4 separate regions of the Mus musculus genome follow, and regions 2, 3 and 4 are each linked to region 1. Evidence: chromatin contacts called from public Hi-C and HiChIP or PLAC-seq data. All regions are on one chromosome and are shown on one strand. The core of a region is the stretch at or near the end of the contact, and the rest is flanking DNA. Distances in the headings are between cores, read along the strand shown. Region 1 overlaps Arl15 (ADP-ribosylation factor-like 15). Region 2 holds the start of A430090L17Rik (RIKEN cDNA A430090L17 gene). Region 3 has its middle 70 kb from the start of Gm41072. Region 4 has its middle 23 kb from the start of Gm41072.

The links. Hi-C and Micro-C count contacts between places; a contact is called where the count stands out from the background. HiChIP or PLAC-seq counts read pairs in DNA pulled down with a chosen protein or histone mark.
Region 2: a Hi-C map of embryonic stem cells shows a contact between it and region 1, with 4 times the contacts expected there. The contact joins the promoter of A430090L17Rik here to the enhancer-like site in region 1. A contact is called at or near these places in 2 of 15 datasets of contacts at CTCF or cohesin (embryonic stem cells and stem cell-derived epiblast-like cells), 23 of 484 Hi-C or Micro-C datasets (the G1E-ER4 cell line, the HPC-7 cell line, adipose-derived mesenchymal stem cells and 14 more), 9 of 115 datasets of contacts at active chromatin or transcription factors (differentiating embryonic stem cells, embryonic stem cells, epiblast stem cells and 1 more) and 1 of 9 other capture datasets (embryonic stem cells).
Region 3: an H3K27ac HiChIP or PLAC-seq map of embryonic stem cells shows a contact between it and region 1, with 5 times the contacts expected there. The contact joins two enhancer-like sites. A contact is called at or near these places in 3 of 15 datasets of contacts at CTCF or cohesin (embryonic stem cells, pro-B cells and stem cell-derived epiblast-like cells), 24 of 484 Hi-C or Micro-C datasets (3T3-L1-derived adipocytes, B cells, CD4 T cells and 11 more), 8 of 115 datasets of contacts at active chromatin or transcription factors (embryonic stem cells and fibro-adipogenic progenitors) and 1 of 9 other capture datasets (embryonic stem cells).
Region 4: a contact with region 1 is called in an H3K27ac HiChIP or PLAC-seq map of embryonic stem cells, with 4 times the contacts expected there. The contact joins two enhancer-like sites. A contact is called at or near these places in 3 of 484 Hi-C or Micro-C datasets (muscle stem cells, neural progenitor cells and reprogramming fibroblasts), 1 of 115 datasets of contacts at active chromatin or transcription factors (embryonic stem cells) and 1 of 9 other capture datasets (embryonic stem cells).

Annotation. Positions count from the first base shown.
Region 1 is chr13:113,878,232-113,882,369 of GRCm38.p6, forward strand. The region is part of intron 1 of Arl15 (ADP-ribosylation factor-like 15); the gene reads left to right. Among named protein-coding and RNA genes, the nearest start is that of Arl15, 86 kb to the left of the region's middle. Within about 2 kb of position 2,325, at least 43 of the 459 cell types and tissues checked have an H3K27ac peak or open chromatin away from gene starts, as enhancers often do. A contact at or near this core is called in differentiating embryonic stem cells, embryonic stem cells and stem cell-derived epiblast-like cells, where this site is marked.
Region 2 is chr13:114,149,190-114,153,426 of GRCm38.p6, forward strand. A430090L17Rik (RIKEN cDNA A430090L17 gene) reads right to left here and starts at 2,403. Exons shown (of 14, transcript NR_045836.1): 1 at 2,330-2,403; 2 at 274-556. The region is part of intron 4 of Arl15 (ADP-ribosylation factor-like 15); the gene reads left to right.
Region 3 is chr13:114,276,575-114,280,748 of GRCm38.p6, forward strand. No RefSeq gene overlaps it. Among named protein-coding and RNA genes, the nearest start is that of Gm41072, 70 kb to the left of the region's middle. Within about 2 kb of position 2,402, at least 7 of the 459 cell types and tissues checked have an H3K27ac peak or open chromatin away from gene starts, as enhancers often do. A contact at or near this core is called in embryonic stem cells and stem cell-derived epiblast-like cells, where this site is marked.
Region 4 is chr13:114,229,465-114,233,918 of GRCm38.p6, forward strand. No RefSeq gene overlaps it. Among named protein-coding and RNA genes, the nearest start is that of Gm41072, 23 kb to the left of the region's middle. Within about 2 kb of position 2,952, at least 7 of the 459 cell types and tissues checked have an H3K27ac peak or open chromatin away from gene starts, as enhancers often do. A contact at or near this core is called in embryonic stem cells, where this site is marked.

The DNA.
Region 1 (4,138 bases), core at 1,075-3,574:
TGTGTGTGTGTGTGTGTGTGTGTGTGTGTGAGATCTAGATTATGTTAACCAGCCAGCTCTGTGGTTTAGGATGAATGTAAAATAAAAACATTGTCACTCGCACTGGAAACTTGTGCCGTTGGTTGGCAGTTGAGGCACTCCAAGACGTTTTCTTATTTAACATACTTGACTATGGGGAAACTCCATGTTGGATGGGGTGTTAAAATTGGTAGATCCTCCCTCCCCCCGTTAAGAAACAAAAGCATTATGTTATTAATACTACATTTGAAATGTTTTTGTTAGGAAATACTTTGGGAAGTGTCTTCCTTGGAAATTGAATGTTAAGAACATCAGAACATCACCCCCCCCCCCACACACACACACCTGTCAGTCTTTGGTTTTCTCATCGATTGACTGGATACATCACCAGCGCTGTAAAATCATAGCCCTGGGCTGGCCTTCTAAAAATTCACATTTTAGAAGCGGCAGTGCGTTCTTGCTGTGATCCCGCGTTGCCTCTGCATATTCCAGCAGATACACTTGAAGGACACGAAGCGTCTGCACTTTGCGGGGCAGAAGGGATTTGCCTCAGTTCCCATTTGAAGCTTCCTCTATGTGGGTAAATCTCTAGTAACCGTGCAAGCTGGAAATTTGCTGCATAAGCCACAGTCTTCTGATAGACAAAGCATGTAATTTCTCACTGGTTTTGCTGAGTAACCCACCGCCCGTGGCCTGGATAACACACTAGGACAATTCATCTAGTTGAATGTGTGTGTTTGTGCACATCCATACATACATAATGCAGACACTCCGATTATAACCACTATAAAATAGAATAAAATAAAATAAAATACGCCGGTGGGAATTTGTATGACTTAGGCCGAGTGAATGAAATAGAGACATGACATATTTATTGCCTCTTAGCAGACAGAGATAAGTATAATAATAACAACATATGCTAAGGTGTTTTGTGTCATGGACACCCCACCCTACCCCCATTAGGTTCTGATGGGAGATGATGTCAGCCAGCCAGGAAGCACAGGCATCAAGCTCACTGGTAGCACTGCCCAGTGGAGTGAAACACTTGCATCAAGCAAGAACTCCCTTCCAGCAGCAAGGTGGTGAGAGTCAGAGAGTGCCTCTGTGCCCTTTAATGATGTATTTTAAAATTGTGCCTTAAAATGGTAGAAGACATGTGTTTATGAAAGTGCTGCTCAATTCCAATTTTAATTTATTGGTACCTTATTGAATGTGGGGAAACGTCAAGATTCTTCGTGTTTTGACCCACACGCAGAGATTTCATGAGCAGTGTCCTTCTCCAGCCTGCTGTAGGATAAGGGTACAGGGGGTGGGGGTAGCAGGGGGTGTGGCGTGGGGGGCTTCATTTCTGTTTTATGCACAGCCAGACTTGCTCTTATGTTTGTAATATTTAAAGGAGTTCAATAGGAGGCCCACGATTCTTTGATCTGATGCCACATTCAGTTTAATGAGAAAGATTTTTCATATTGCGGGTATTGAACGTCTCCGCCACTTCAGACCGATACGTTATAATATTCGATTTACACCTTGTACCCATCTTTTATTTCGCATCCCCGAGTCCGCCCTCTTCCCCTCTGCTGAAACAGGTAATGACAAAGATCCTCCTCAGATCAATTTTTGTAAAGGGGCACCCCGACGGGTACCAAGACTGAAGCGTGACATGAGCCTTTTCCCAATACAATGGGTGGCCTAACATTCCTCTGGAAGCCAGGCTCATTAAATATTCGGTTCCTCCACCACCCTCCCCTTCCTCCCCTTCCCCCCCTCACACACTTCGCTCACTAAGTCTGGGGGTTTCTTCACTGAAGACTTAGGAAAATTGCTTTGCGTTCTCAGATTGAATTTTTTATGTGTATGACTTCATGATAGCATTAGCATGTGCTTTGATCCATGTGTGAATGGCACTGGGTCGGCGCTTATTGCCACATCCAGATGGTGTTACAGGGAACAAACAGTTGTGTTTTAAGATTTCTCAATAGACTGTCTAGACTGTCCGTGCAGCAGGCAGATACAGCCACCCATCAAATTAGCGTTTGTCAGATTTATGGTAATGGTTCACCAAAGCCTTCCTGTCATTGACATTAAGATTTACGCCTCCAAAGTTATTTTGTCTTCCACAGAATATAGCTTGCGATTGCTCGGATTTAAAAAAAAAAAAAAAAAAAGTTGAAGACAGAAAAGTCTCTGTGAATGTGAGCTGTTTCTGAATGAAAAGAAAAATATAAAAGGAATTAAACAGTGGCTGCGGCTCAGGGTCTGTATTGATTAGGGAAAGGCTCCCTTCCCGCCTCGCCCATCCTGTTCCCATCCCCCCACAAGTGATAAGACGGGAACTCCGAGGTGGCTGGTGTCTCCCATTTGCCCCTGGTGGAAAGAAAAACATGTATGTGGGGGACTGTGGCCAGATTTTGCCCTTTCATGTTGTTACTTCTAGTAATGTGATCTGCTGTCCCATCGCGGTGGGAGTAACCTTTTGACAGGCAGTATGTCCACTCTCAGTGGAAATGGTTTCCCATGTCTGGCCAGGCTGCCTTTGATCCTACCTCCTTCCAGCGTGGGGTCACAGCTACCACGGCTCTTCCGAGAGTCACAGGTTTCCTCGAGGAAAGCGAGAGACACAGGGGCTTAAGATAAATAAATAAATAAATGTGACCCAAATCCCTCTCCGGTGTTCAATCATCAATGCTACAGAGCTGGGGAGGGTCGCACATGCCATGCCACAGGGCATCTCTGGGTGGGACCTTTCAGGCGGAACCGACCGAGCACGCATTTTTTAATGCTTGGGTCACAGGGACGAGCCTTTGCGCCTCTTTCATCCAAAGCAGTTTGAGGAGTGAGGGCCATCTCCATCCTGAACATGCCGAGACATGTCTGGAACTGCGTTTTCCTATTATTGTCCCTTGGTGTGGATGAGTGGCTGGGAGGCTGTGGGCGGGCGGGAGGGTTAGAATTCTGAGACCGTGGCATGGCAGAGAGTATGGAGGGAACTGACTTGGTGGGGGCGGAAGGCTCCAAGCACCAAAGCAAGTTCTTTCATTTCTCTGAGACCTGGCATTTGGGAAAACCCACGCAGACCGTCTTGATATGTCAGAGTGGAGATAGAGAAGGGTGTCTTGTCTTATTCTTCCCCAGGCAGTAGTAATGGAGGTGGTATCTATTACTGAGTGCAAGGAGGGATTAGAGGGCTCCCTGATAGCTCTCTCTGGTCCCCTTGTGGCTTTTCCTTGCTGCTTCCAGGTTCTTCCTTCCCTTTTGGCCCTTGCCATTCAGCCATCCTTTGGTAGACTGCCAAGAACTCTGCTTTTAAAGGCCTCTCCTATGTGGGTTTGAACTGAATTGTGAACGGTTTGTCAGCTGCATCAAAGATGCTGTAATTTGGGGTTCAAGGTAAATCTCTCTGCATTATGTTCCATCCCCTCCCCCCCAGAATAGTGAAATAATGGCTTTTCAGCTTTGCTTCCATTCAAGACTTCCCGTTCTATGTCCTAAGTTACATTTTTCCTGCATTGATTCCTCAGGATATTAGGGTTTCTCTTTATTTGCTTTTTAGCATGAGTTATGACCAATTTATTGGAAAGAGTCTGATTACCTAAGTTGTAAACTTAGATGATTTCCCAGAAAAATAGTGGGAACATTTTGTTGAATGATTTTTTTTTTCTCCTTCCAAAGCTGCCCCTTGCCTCTTGCCGTTTCTTTCTTCTCCTTGTTCTACTTAACTCGAAAGGTTACTTACTCACTTTGTATTCTGCGACGCACATTTCTTCTGGACACTCTGTGATCTTTCCTAAGTTTTGATGAACTAGTACATTGTTAAGGGGACCATCATTTGGGTGAGGTCTTCCAAGCTCTGCTAAAGATGCGTTGCCATCCTGTCTTTCCACAGACTCTTCAGGGTTTTGACAGTAGAGAGGGTGCTGTAGGGTGTCCAGTCCTTGGCCAGCTACAGCACTTACCATTTTGGACTTGAAAACTATTTTAAATTCGCTGTAAGAAGAAACAGTATAAATTTTACAAGACACATTTATAGTGTTTTTAAAAAGTTAACTACCCTTCTTACACTTTTGTTTTGCGGGAAATTGGAAGGGTTGAATGGAATGCTAGTCTTTTAGCAATGTGTGAA
Region 2 (4,237 bases), core at 1,153-3,652, 270 kb after region 1:
CTGAATTGGGGACACATCAGTAGTCACTCAATAAGAAGTTAGTGTCCATTCTGTGCAGCATCATTGCGAATGTTGCATATCGATTTTTTGATTGTGTTGTTTATTTATGTCCTTAATGACTTTTGTAGTGCCTTTCTAAGGATTTCAAGATCCTCCTAGCAGTACACTCAGGACAGCTGTGCAGCTCTCTGTGACCAACCTTTCTTTGAACAGGCTGCCAATAATGCACTCTGAAGAATCTTAATGATATCCCACCACTATCTCCAGACTTACCCAGGAGCGCACGGGCACAGCTCTCTCAGACTCTGGTGAGGGTGACCAATTCAAGCCAGGAGCTCCTGTAATCAAGGCAGCAGAGCTAGATAAACCCCTTAGCAAGCACACAGACAACAATGTGTTTTCTCAATGGGTAACAGTTTAGCAGCTGACCCTAGGAAGGAAAAGAAAAAGACTGGTTAGTTGCATTTAAAGATTGGGGGGGGGGGGGATAAGAATACTGCAAAGGGTTGCTGATTTCATGACTTAACGTAGTAGTTCGACGTCTTCATCCCCAGAGCTGCAAAGAGAAGACACGGGGTCAGCTGTTGCTAGTCCTGGTACCAACAGCCCCCAACATGTGACTCAGGAGGAAATTTACAAGTATCACTGAAAAAGGTTTCTTTCTCCTGTCATAACAGATGAAGAGATGAAAGCCAGGGGCTGAAGTAGAGATGAACAAACTCCCATTTCCTCCTTAGCAGTCATGGGAAAGGCTGGACAAAACTGCAGTCAACACGGGTCCTCTGGACCGTTTAGAAATGGAACAAAGAGATTAAGGTCCTATATCCCTAACTATCTCAGAAAGCATTGTTAAGGGATGAGTGCAGCTCAGGGCTGGGGGACTTTCCTAGCATATATAAGCCCAGAGTTTGTTACCAGATCAGAACAAAATAGACAAACAGCAAAAGAAACCACCCGTGGTAATCAGTTGGTGTGTTTAAAACTATAGGAAAACAACAAAGGGTTCCATCACGATCACTAACTCGCTTGCGTTCCCAGCTAACCTGCGCTTCTATATACAAAGTCCCACAACTGCAGTTTTTGATTTTATGGTTTTTTTGGTTGGTTTTGTTTGGTTTTGTTTTTTGAGACAAAGCCTCCCTGTGTAGTCCATAAGTGAGCCAGGACTCTCAGTGTAGACTAAGCTAGCCTTGAACTCATAGACATCCACCTGCCTCTGCCTTCTGATCGACAAGACTAAAGGTGTGCAGCACCACACCGGGCACAGGCTGTGGCTCATTCTCCAGGCTTTCTGGTTCTGAGGTCTTCATTCTGTCAACAGTATTAACAGCTGACCTGCCATGCCGGGCTTCAGAGATGAGAAAGAATACACTCCTATTTCTCAAGTCCCGTTTCCCATAACAAAGGAGCTGATCTGAATAACCCTATCGCCTTCTATTGGAGTCAGCTGTTTTTCTTGCTTCTGGTTGAAGTATAGTCACAGAGCAGGGATGAGTGAGAAGTCCTGCATATTACTAACTGGCCCTTTATGATCGTTAAACAGCCCAGGCCTGGGGTGATAGCCTGCAATCCCAGCTGGGAGCCAGAGCTGCGGCCAGGCTGTTGCTGCTTCTGCTAGGGATTCTGTCTCCACATTTTACAGACCTCTGTTCTAACCTCCTCAGTCAGCACAAACAGCAGGCTTGCATGGGTGGCTTGTCCCAGCGCACCTCTGCAGCCTTTACATAGCCTCTTCAGTCTTGCACAAGGGATGACAGGTGACTGAGTGGCATTTTTCAGGAAACCGGCCTGTACGATCTAAATTACCAGAGTTCCGTAGAACGCTTGAGACCCTCCACTACAAGTCATCATAGCCATCCACAGACATAAGAAAAACCACTCAAAGTCTGCTAGTGTTTCACAAAGGAAACACCTGTGGTTCTCCTAGATATGGGGACGTACAGGAGAAAGAAGTACTCAATGGCCCCAGGCAGTTATGAAAGGCACCACAGGGGCTAGGTAGACAGTTCTCAACAGGCCAGGTCCACCCAGGTGATGTTTAGGCATCAGAGGATAGGATATAACATCTTTAGCTTTCGCAATTACCAACGGGTGCTTGTGGCATTTAATTCTCCAACATGAGAGATGACGTAGTTTGGTGGACGGCACGGTCAGTCCCACATGATACGATGTTCCTCCCTGACTCTGTCTTTAATGTCTAACCACACTTTCATGTGGGTCAGAGCTCTGTTTATAAATAGCCAAGCTCAGAACCTAAATTTATTTCATGTAAAACACAAAGTAAGCCATGTTCTAGCATCCCCCCCCACCGACCCCCACCTGAGCTTACCAAAGTATACAAGAGAAAACTAGGTCGCCCGTGGGCACATACATACTCCATGCATGCCTTCATAACAAAAACAGGAAGCAGACGTTTATCACTATAAGTAAAAGGAAGTTTGCAGGTGTCAAAGAAGGAAAGATCAATGACTCAAGTTAGGAGCTGCATATGCCTTCTAAAAATTTAGTCACAGAAATTGCAAGTAAAATGCATTAAAGGGGAGTGAGGGTAAGTAACCCAGCCTGCATCCTCACAATCGAACTTGTATCCCTGGAGCTGAGGAAGGGCTGTCTTAGGGCTTCACTACTGAAGGAAATGTGATGGTCATGCCCAGCCCTGAGAAAGTGTGCCGTGTGATGTCTCGGGAGTTTAACAGCTGCTACAACCATTAGCAGTGACGGAACCACCGTGCCTTCTGTTATAAAAAGACTGTGTGGTGGATTCAACGTGTGAATAATGGACTCTGGTCATGCAGATCACCCACCGAGCCTCAGAGAGGACGGGCTCGGGTGGCAGAGCTAAAATAGGTTGGCTGCTTTTCGGTGGCTTTGTTTTTCTATCTCTAGGGTGGACACATGGCTACCGACGAATGCCCACTCTGTGACTATCCCGAAAATAGCTAAATGACCACAGGTTGCCAGGCAGCTGCGTTCTGATGTCACTCCTCCTTGTAGCACTTCCCAACTGACCGTGACATGTACGCAGCAGGAAAGTGTTTCAAAAGACTTAGGTTCATATTTAGAACTTGTCTCTTAATAAGAAAACAATCTTGAATGGCGATCCCCCTATCCTGGGGGCACTTCTTTGCATTCTAAAGGAAACTCGGATTTAAAGTCATCATTCGTGTTAGTCAAACTTGAACACTGGTCTTTAAAATGATCATCAACATAAAAATAAAAACGTGCTGATAATAAGCCAACATGACAGTAAGTTTTATTGTAGTAACTCCGGGTTATTGTAATAACCCGAAGTCGGGTTAGGATAAGAAAACAAAATTGAAATTTATTCTGAAGGCATTTAGGATTAGACAGTCTCTCAGGCATCGTGTTAGGAACTCGAAACTCTGATGGTGCAAAGCTGTGTTCTGGCAGCAGAGAAACTCGAGGTATGCCAGCATCTAAGGATCTGAATCTTTGTTTTAAGACTTACATTGTAAAGTTTATGGAATCCTTCAAATGCCAGCTGGGTGATTGTGGCTCCATTAGGTGCCCACTTAGGTTACACTGCCGAAAATCTCAAGTTACTCTGCAGTATTTGTCAGATTAACGCCACTGGGTTCCTCTGTCTGGTGACGACCCTGTCTTCGTGGCTTCTGTTTCCTTCATTTTAGGATTCAGCAAAACCTACCTTTAGCCATCTTTGCTCTCTTCCAAGTGTGCCTGTGTGATAAACAAGCTAGAACTCACTAGATTTTATGTCTGTCAGAAATCTGAAAGGTGAACAGTTACTTGGAGATCATTAACCTCCTCATTGTCATCACATTAGCTGGAATTCTGCTGTAAGGATTAATCTGTGTGGTGTGGTGTGGTTTGGTTTGGTTTGGTTTGGTTTAGTTGGGTTTAGTTGGGTTTAGTTGGGTTGGGTTTGATTTAGTTTGGTTTAGTTGGATTGGGTTTGGTTTGGTTTGGTTTAGTTGGATTGGGTTGGGTTAGGTTGGGTTAGGTTGGATTTGGTTTGGTTGGGTTTAGTTGGATTGGGTTGGGTTGGGTTGGGTTGGGTTAGGTTGTGGGGTGTTTTGTTTTGTTTTGTTTTGGTTGGCTTTTCCTTTTGAGCCAGGGTCTCACTGTGTCTTCCTGGCTGGCCTGAAACTCACTGTGTAGAACAGTCTGGCCTCAGTGCAGATGTGTCTGCTTCAGACTTCCAAGTGCCAAGATTAAAGGTGTGTACCACATCACCACCCAACTTGATTCTGTGCAA
Region 3 (4,174 bases), core at 1,152-3,651, 400 kb after region 1:
ATGTCTTACTTTAAATCTAAGAGCCACTAGTAATTTTCAGGCTACCCCTTGCATCCTCTGCTCCCTCAAAACCTCACCTCTCAGACCAACTAATCCCATCAGCTTTTAACTCAGCTCTCTTCCAGCTTTACACAGTGCTTTCAATAACCTGGGTGGTCTCTATCCAATTCCCCAGACTTCATTTCCCTCAGAAACCTTGTCAACATACTCTTCACTATCCATGTTTATGAAGGCATTCTATTCCTTGGCAGTCACAAAAGTCATCCATTAAGTTCGGCTCACAGGATTCTAGACATTTCTCTGGTTTGGTTGTCTACAACCAAATTGTTTTCAAATTTCTCTTATAAACCAATTTTAAAGTCTTTTTTATGTTGTTTCGAGTGTAGTTATAGAAACAACATTTTGTGTATATGAAGTTCTATTGTGTGTGTGTGTGTGTGTGTGTGTGCATATGTGGAGGTCAGGAGTACAACTTTCAGGACTTAGTTTCTCTCCTTCTACCACGTGAGTCTCCAGAGCTTAACTCAGTTGTCAGGCTTGGTGGCAAGCATCTTTACCTGCCAAGACATCTTCCTGACCTGAGTCTCTCTTCTTGACGTCCGTTGTCTACGTCTGCTGCTCTGTGTTAGTCCATTACAATAGTAAAACACTCAAGACAATCAACTTTATAAGAGAGAAGTTTCCTTCAGCTCACAGTTCTGGGGGTCTCTGTCCTCATCACTTAGTCCTGCTCTGTAGCAGCACACAGTGGTGGAAGCACATGAGGAGGCAAGTACGTGCGTCACATCATGGCGGTGGGATGAAGATGAGGATTCAGAACCATATTCTCTTCACAGCCATTCACCCAGCAACCAGAATCTCGCTCACTCTCTTCAGGTTTCAAGTATCTCTCAACAGCATGGGAGAGTCAAGCGTTTACAAAAGGCCTTGGAAGAGCACTTGAGATCAAAACCATAGCACAGACCAGATTCTCACTGCAGACTGGATTGAAATTGTGTTTTGTTTTGTTTTATTTGTTTTGTTTTTGTTCTGTTTGTATATTTTCTTGTTCTTCAATAGATAACATTAAGAAACTATTGTGTGTATAAATGTACTAATGTCTATGTACAAGTAGATCTACACATGTATGTTATTTTTTAAAATAAGTTTAGTTACTTTTATGTAATTCCTATTTCATACCATGAAACTTACTTTCTCTCTTCCATATTTGTAAGACTGTCTCAGTTAAAAAAAACCAAAAAACCCCAAAACCCCCCAAAACCAAAAAACTGGCCATCTCAAAATAACAGTGTACTTATTAAACCAATTACAGTGTATATGCAAATTGGTTTCTCATACCATGGTATAAAGAAATCATACTGAAAAGCGAATTTAAGTATTTGTTTGAAATGTTCTCCAGTCATCCAGCCCCATCTAACCAGGCATATAAGGTTGAATGCTGTGTTCCAAGTGACCTGAGTATGCTTTTCCCTTTACTGTGGTTCTGGTTTCATTTAAGGTACACATGGGATCGTTTCTCTGTTTGCTTTATATTTTAGGGCTTCTTTCTTCTCATATTTGATTGACTTTTCTTTAAACATGCAGTATGTTAGCCTGCTTATAAGAGTCAAAACAACACAAAATTATCCATAGAGAGGCATCATTCATCTCCACGTCCCATTGCTTGGCTCCCATTCATCCCCTGGAGGTCAAGAATTACACTGGGTTCTGGTTTTGCCTTCTGCTACACAGAAAATAGAATTATGTGTACCTATCTATATGTGTACATGTATATGTACCTATCTATGTGTGTACATGTATATTACCTATCTATGTGTGTATATGTTCCTATCTATATGTGTACATGCATATGTACCTATCTATATGTGTCCGTGTATGTGTGCTACATCCACTCCAGTGAAGTCTGCTTGGTAGGCCTAAAAGCCTGGAAACAGTCACAAGGCAAAGAGTTTCATGGAAACTTAGCCTCCTGGAACCTTGGCATTCCCATAGCCCATATACTCAAACCCTGTCCCCGAGTTAATCTAGTGTATGGATCTGTGTGCTTTCTTGTATTATAGGTTCTTCCAAGTAATGATTTTACAAATACTTTAATCAGGTTGAATTTTACTCCCTGGTCTTCACCAATGTCCTAGGCAGTCCTTGAAGCCGACCCTGAGCTTGGAATTCAGTAAGAATGTTACCTATTCAGTAACTTTCAAATTTACTTCTAGTAGAGACAGTAAAACTAATTAGGCATTACAATATACTTGAATAGATCTAGAAAAGCTCAGGGCTAGTCTACATAGTAATTACTTAGGACAATAGCGGAGTCACACCCAAATACAGGAATACACAATGACCTAGGAAATAGGTGGGTTAGTATTATTCATGAAAGGGTTAGTAGAATTCCCCAGGTACAGGTTTTTCACTAGGCAGCAGAGGACTAGCATAATCAGGTATTTACTAAAGGACCCCTGATGGTGGGTTTAACAATAGACTAGCATTGCATCAGAGCATTCACCTGGCTGCTGTGTTTGGCTGATCTTAATTAAGGGTTGTTCCTATTCTCACTGGTAAACGTTATGTATGCATCTTTTTTTTGTGTCAATGTAACTTGGCTGATGTATTAATTTGGAGGATGTATTTGCCTGGCTTTCTTATTTATTTATTTATTTATTTATTCTGTATAAAAAGTCTGGTTTTTGCTTGGAGAAAATGCATCCAGATACAGCACTCCCTTGTGTTCATATTTGTTTGTCATTTCTCCCAGACTCCACGCCCGCCTGTAATGGAACCCCGAAATTTTTTCCGCAGGTTGAGGGAGGCTGACTGGGGCTGGTCTTCGGCATATGTGCACTGATCTATATGTGTATGTGTATATGTACCTGTGTGTGTGTGTGTTATGTGTGTATCACCAGAGACCTGCTGTATTGCAGTTGTCTTTTTCCTAGAGATTATTCCATATCAATATGAAAAGCTTTCCTCACTTTTAAACAGGTAGGTAGTACCTAGGCTTTTGACAGTCCATACATAATTCAGTCATCATATTTATTTATTTAAGGTTTTGCTTTTAACTAACATATTTAGGGTGTGCAGTGTGATATCTGATTACAGATACAGACGGTGAAATTACTATACCATACTAACTCATCAGTTAGCTCACAAAGCTTCTTCTAGTTATTTTGCAACAATAAACTTAACCAGTCACTTTGTGACTTATTCTTTTCTAATTGTAACTTTCAGCCTGTCAATAAATTTGAATAGCTTCCAGTATTTTTTAAATACCGAAGTCACTTTGTGTATATGTGCGTATACATTTTAAATTATTATTTTATGAAGTAACAGTTACAAATTTGCTTTACTGTGTGAATCATAAATTTAAAATCAATTAAAGCTAAGAAGCCTATCTTCATTCAGGCTTCAGAGAAATTCATTAATGATTCGTATGAGCACTCCCTCCTTTCCTTACGGTCAAGGCTTTGATCGGTTTGCAGTTTATTCTTATGCATGGTGCAATCAAAATTTCCCTAGTAACACTCAAAGGCTGCCTTTCCCTCCAAGTGTTGGGAATGGTGTCTTTATCATATACCAACTTCTGTTGTTTTTAAACAAAATCTCAAACGTTTGATTTTACCAATAAATACTTGAGAGCTAGATGTTATGGTGAAAACCTGCTAGCTCAGAGGCAGAGAAAGCACACAGATGACTTTCTTTTTCAGCTGATGTCCCCAAAGAATAAAAGCTCTCCTTCTCTACATCCTCTCAAAAGACCTTTCAAAGAGAATGTCCCTCCCTTCTACTTCCTGTGCACCTCTCTATCCATCCTCCTGATGTCCTTTTACTCTCTATGGCTTTCCTATGTTCACTTCCTGTCAAATGGGGTTGCTGGCCCTGCCTCTTGACCTATGGTTGACTTTATTTAATCCTGCCTACAATAAGCAAAAAGGTCTTGGATTAATGGTTTGTGTTAGGGCTGAGCCACACCACAACTAGAAACAGGTTTGTCCAGTAAATAACACAATCTCAGGGTTCACACTGTGATCAAATATCCTGCAACCAATCTGTATGTGATGGATTATCTGCTGAATTTTCTCATTCTTTATGATTGGCCTATCTATTCATATTCCAGTGGTGAACTATTTTAATCTAGTAGCAATATGACTGACTCCCTTGGCCTGTGTGTCCCTTTTCT
Region 4 (4,454 bases), core at 1,702-4,201, 350 kb after region 1:
TTGCTTACCATATGGACACACATGAATTTACAGTAATTAAGTCAGTCTTATAGCTTGCTCATGATTTTGTATCATTAAAATAAAAATAGAATTAATTTAGGTTTGGAAAGTGGCATATTAAAAAAGTGAAAGATCGTGTGTGTGTGTGCATGTATACACAGACACAACTAAGACACAACAAGGCCCATGGTTTTGTATGTTAACTTGAGAGAGAGAGAAAGGCTCGGTGTGATGACACATGTCTTTAACTTGAGCACCTGGGAGGTAGAGACAGAAGCAAGTGAATTTTTGTTAGTTGGAGGCCTTCCTGGTCTTCATCATTCCAGGATAGCTAGGGCTACACAGTGAGACCCTGTCAAGAGTTGGGGGTGGGAGGGGTACTGGATTAATTTTGTTTCCTTTGATTGCAAAGAACTTGAGATTTGGGCTTTATTTCTTCTTTTATTTGTTCTTTTCTTCTCTTCTTTCCACTCCCATCCACTGCTTTTTGCCTTGTGGAAAACAAAGTCTTGCTATATAGCCCAGGCTAGCCTCAAATGCAGGATAATTCTGCATCTGTTTGTCAAGTGCTGGGTTTATAGACATGTGCCGCCACATTCAGTTCATTGTTCATGTTTTAAAAAAATGTTTATTGTACATACAAACACATATACGTACATACATACACACACATGCACACACATGCACACATATACCTGCATACACATACACACATATACATACATACACACATATGCACACACATGCACACATATAAATGCATACACATACATACACATATACATAGATACATACACATATACACATACACACATACACAAATAGATACACATATATGCACACACATACACACATCACACATATATACATACATATACATACACATGCACACATGCACACATACACATATATACACACATACACATATACATACACACATACACAGATACACACACATACCAGATAACAACTTGGGGGAGTTACCTATCCTCTTCCACTATGTGGGTCCCAGAGATGACACTCATGTCATCAGCCTTGGCAGCAAGCTCCTTTTCCTGCTCAGCCGTCTCACTGACCTTGTCTTACGTTTTAAACCACATTGCCAAACTTCCTTATGTTCCATCAACAGACCCACAATCATTTGGTTCCTGTTCCTAGTGGTACTTTGTACCGTGTATGTTCCATCAGCCACCCTTTCACCTTTTTTGATCACAGTTGTCAGGAAGAACAACTATTTTTAGTTACACTGAGATATGCAATCACATCCAGCTGTAGCACAGGCACTAACCCTGCCTGCACTGCGAGTTGACCTGTTTTGCACTCGGCATCCCTTGCAGGCCCATCCCATCAGCATATTGTTTCCAACAAACTGTACGAGAGACATTTGGAAAAGGTCCCTGTTCTGGGATGTTTGACTTCTGTATCTTACCATATACCAGCCAAGAGTTTCAGTTGAGGGCTTATGGGAACCAAAGAGAAAAGCTGGCCAGTCAGGAGGCCAGAGCCTAGCCTCCTCTGGGAGGAGATGCTGATACAAGTTAGAATCTGTACTGCTTGTGCTAAGCATGGTCTTCAGAGCCCACATACCTGGTGTCAGCAGCGACAGATCATCAGCCAACAGCACAGGCACACTGTGTGCTTAATGCCTAAGCTGTGTGCCAACTTACACTGTCTGGCAAAATGGCTTCTATGTGGTTATGACAAGGCAAGGGCAGTCTTCAGGGATAGTTTAAGTCAATGAGGCAATTTTCACTGTTCCAAAAAGCGTGTTGGAAAATGAAACATTTGTTCATAATTAGGAATGAACATTTAAAAGCACTTAAGAATACATTTGTTTAGTTGGCAAGAAAAAAAAGTTCAAAATACTTTACTCAATTGGATCTGGAAACGTGATTAAAAGGAGTTTGAGTGGTGAGCAGATTGAGAGACCTAATCCGAGGACTGACCTAAGAACTCTCATAAGAAATGCCCACATCACCAAAACTTCATTTTGAGTCATCTGTCTCTGGACTACCACCACATCACACATACCCTTGTCATGTGTATACACATACCACATGTGTACACATATACCACAAATACCACACACATACCACATGTATACACACATACCATATGTGCACATATACCACACAGACACACACACTATATATACATATATACCTTCACATGCCACATGTGCATACACATACCACATGTGTACACATATACCACAAATACCACACATATCACATGTGTACACATATACCACAAATACCACACACATACCATATGTGCACATATACCACACACACACAGCATATATGCATATATACCTCCACATGCCACATGTGCATACACAGACCCACATACCACATGCACCACATGTTCATATACAACACATATGAGCAGACACACCACATATATACACATCGCATCTGCACACACAACACACATATGGACAGATCCACAACCCACACAGCAAACCTACATAGTACACACACACACACACACACACACACACACACAGAGTCTCCAGAGGATTACTTTTATAGAATCAGGCTTTAGTGGACTCCTTATAAACTTTAGAGGCCCAGGAATGGTGATATAAGAAAGTCAACAGAGTCTCTGTCTTCATATATGTCTGTGAGTATGTGTTCAGGCCCGTACTGCTTCATACAAGTCCAAGGACAAGTACATACGTGCACGTGTCAACCCCTAGTAATGCCATTTTCCAGCCTCTGGCCTTTGCTTAGATTTGAGCTTCAGGCCAGCATTCTGGTTCCAATGGTCTTGTTCCTCTTTGGCCAGACCTTTATGACATGACTTTTCTGCCTATGCTTTTTGCTTTTTCCCTACATTTACAGAATTCTTGTTTTGTTCTTCTGGTGGTTTGTATAAGAATGGCCCCTGTAGGCTCTATTCAGATGCTTAGTCATCAGGGAGTGGCGCTATGTGATATAGATTAGGAGGTGTGGCCTTACTGAAGAAAGTGTGTCATGGGGGCTGGGGATGGGAGAGCTGGGGTTTCAAAGGCCTGGTCAAGCCCAGAGTCTCTCTTTTCTTGTTCCCTGTGGATCTGAATATAGAACTCTCAGCTACTTCTCCAGTGGCATGTCTGCCTGCCTTCCACCGTTATCCCCACCATGACGATTATGGACTAGCCCTCTGAAACTTGAAGACATCCCTAATTACATGTTTTCATTTATAGACTTGGTCATGGGGTCTCTTGACAGCAGCAGAACACAATTCTGTTTAATGGCTCCCAAGTTTTGTTTCAAATAAGCTCTCAAATCCTATGGAAGAAGTAAGTTAAATAAGAAGCTGTCTGGTATGGCATGACATTGGTTTGGTCTTGGGCTCCAAAGTCATGCCAAGACACAGCTGTGTCTGGCCCAGAGCTCACTGTGGCCGTGCCAAGAAGGCTCCAGGTTGTGTACGGTGCTTGTGGAGTGACTATCCTGAGACGCGCATGGGGAGAATTGGAAGCACTTTGCAGCCACTTCAGTTGCTTTAACACGTAAAATATGGACAAGCCATGCGACCCTCTCCCTCATACACTGGAATACCTGGAGAAGCTTCCACAGGCATCAATACAGGTGTAGGTCTCTGACTTGGTTGCCAGGAATGCCATCAACATGCAGTAGGGTTCACCTCTGTGGACCGCTAACCTTGACTCACTTTGTAAGATTCTTTTGCAAAAGCAACCTTGTACTGCTTCTCTCTGCCTGCTTGGCTGGTTAGGGGTGTGACACTTTGGGCTTGTTTTTCTCTTAAGACATCATTGAAACTTTTTTTTTTTTTTTTTTTTCTGATCACTGCCTATAACTGCCTGCTTTCTGTCTCCAGCAACGGCCCGTCTGGGGTTCTGCCACCATCAGCTCTGTGCAGTGTATACCCAGTGTCTTAGGTAGGGCTTCTGAAACTGTGGTAAAGCGGAATGACCATAAGCAGCTTGGAGAGGGAATGATTTATTTCATCTCACACATACACAGCACAGTCCATCATCAGAGAAGTCAGGACAGGAGCTGAAGTAAACCTGGAGGCAGGAGCTGAAGTATGCAGAAGCCATGGAAGAATTCTACTTACTGACTTGGTCCCCATGGCTTGCTCAGCCTGCTTTATATATATAACATCTAATTATTCTGTTTCTAATTACAATGAAAAATTGTTTCCTTTGTCTCACCCCAACCCTAACACGCACACACACACTTCCCAACTGAAATATCACTAAGTGATTTATGTATTCTGAGGAGACATCTGCCACTATCAGAATTCATGGTGTGTGTGTGTTTGTGTGTGTGTTCACATACACACAAATAACTTTAGATTGCAATAGAGTTGTGTGGCTTCTCCTTTGATGTGATATATATAAACATCCCAGGGATAGCACCACCTACCATCCTGGGAACTCCCCAATCATCAGTCAAGAAAATGCCCCACATGTTTGTCTATAAACCAGTCTGGTGGGACAT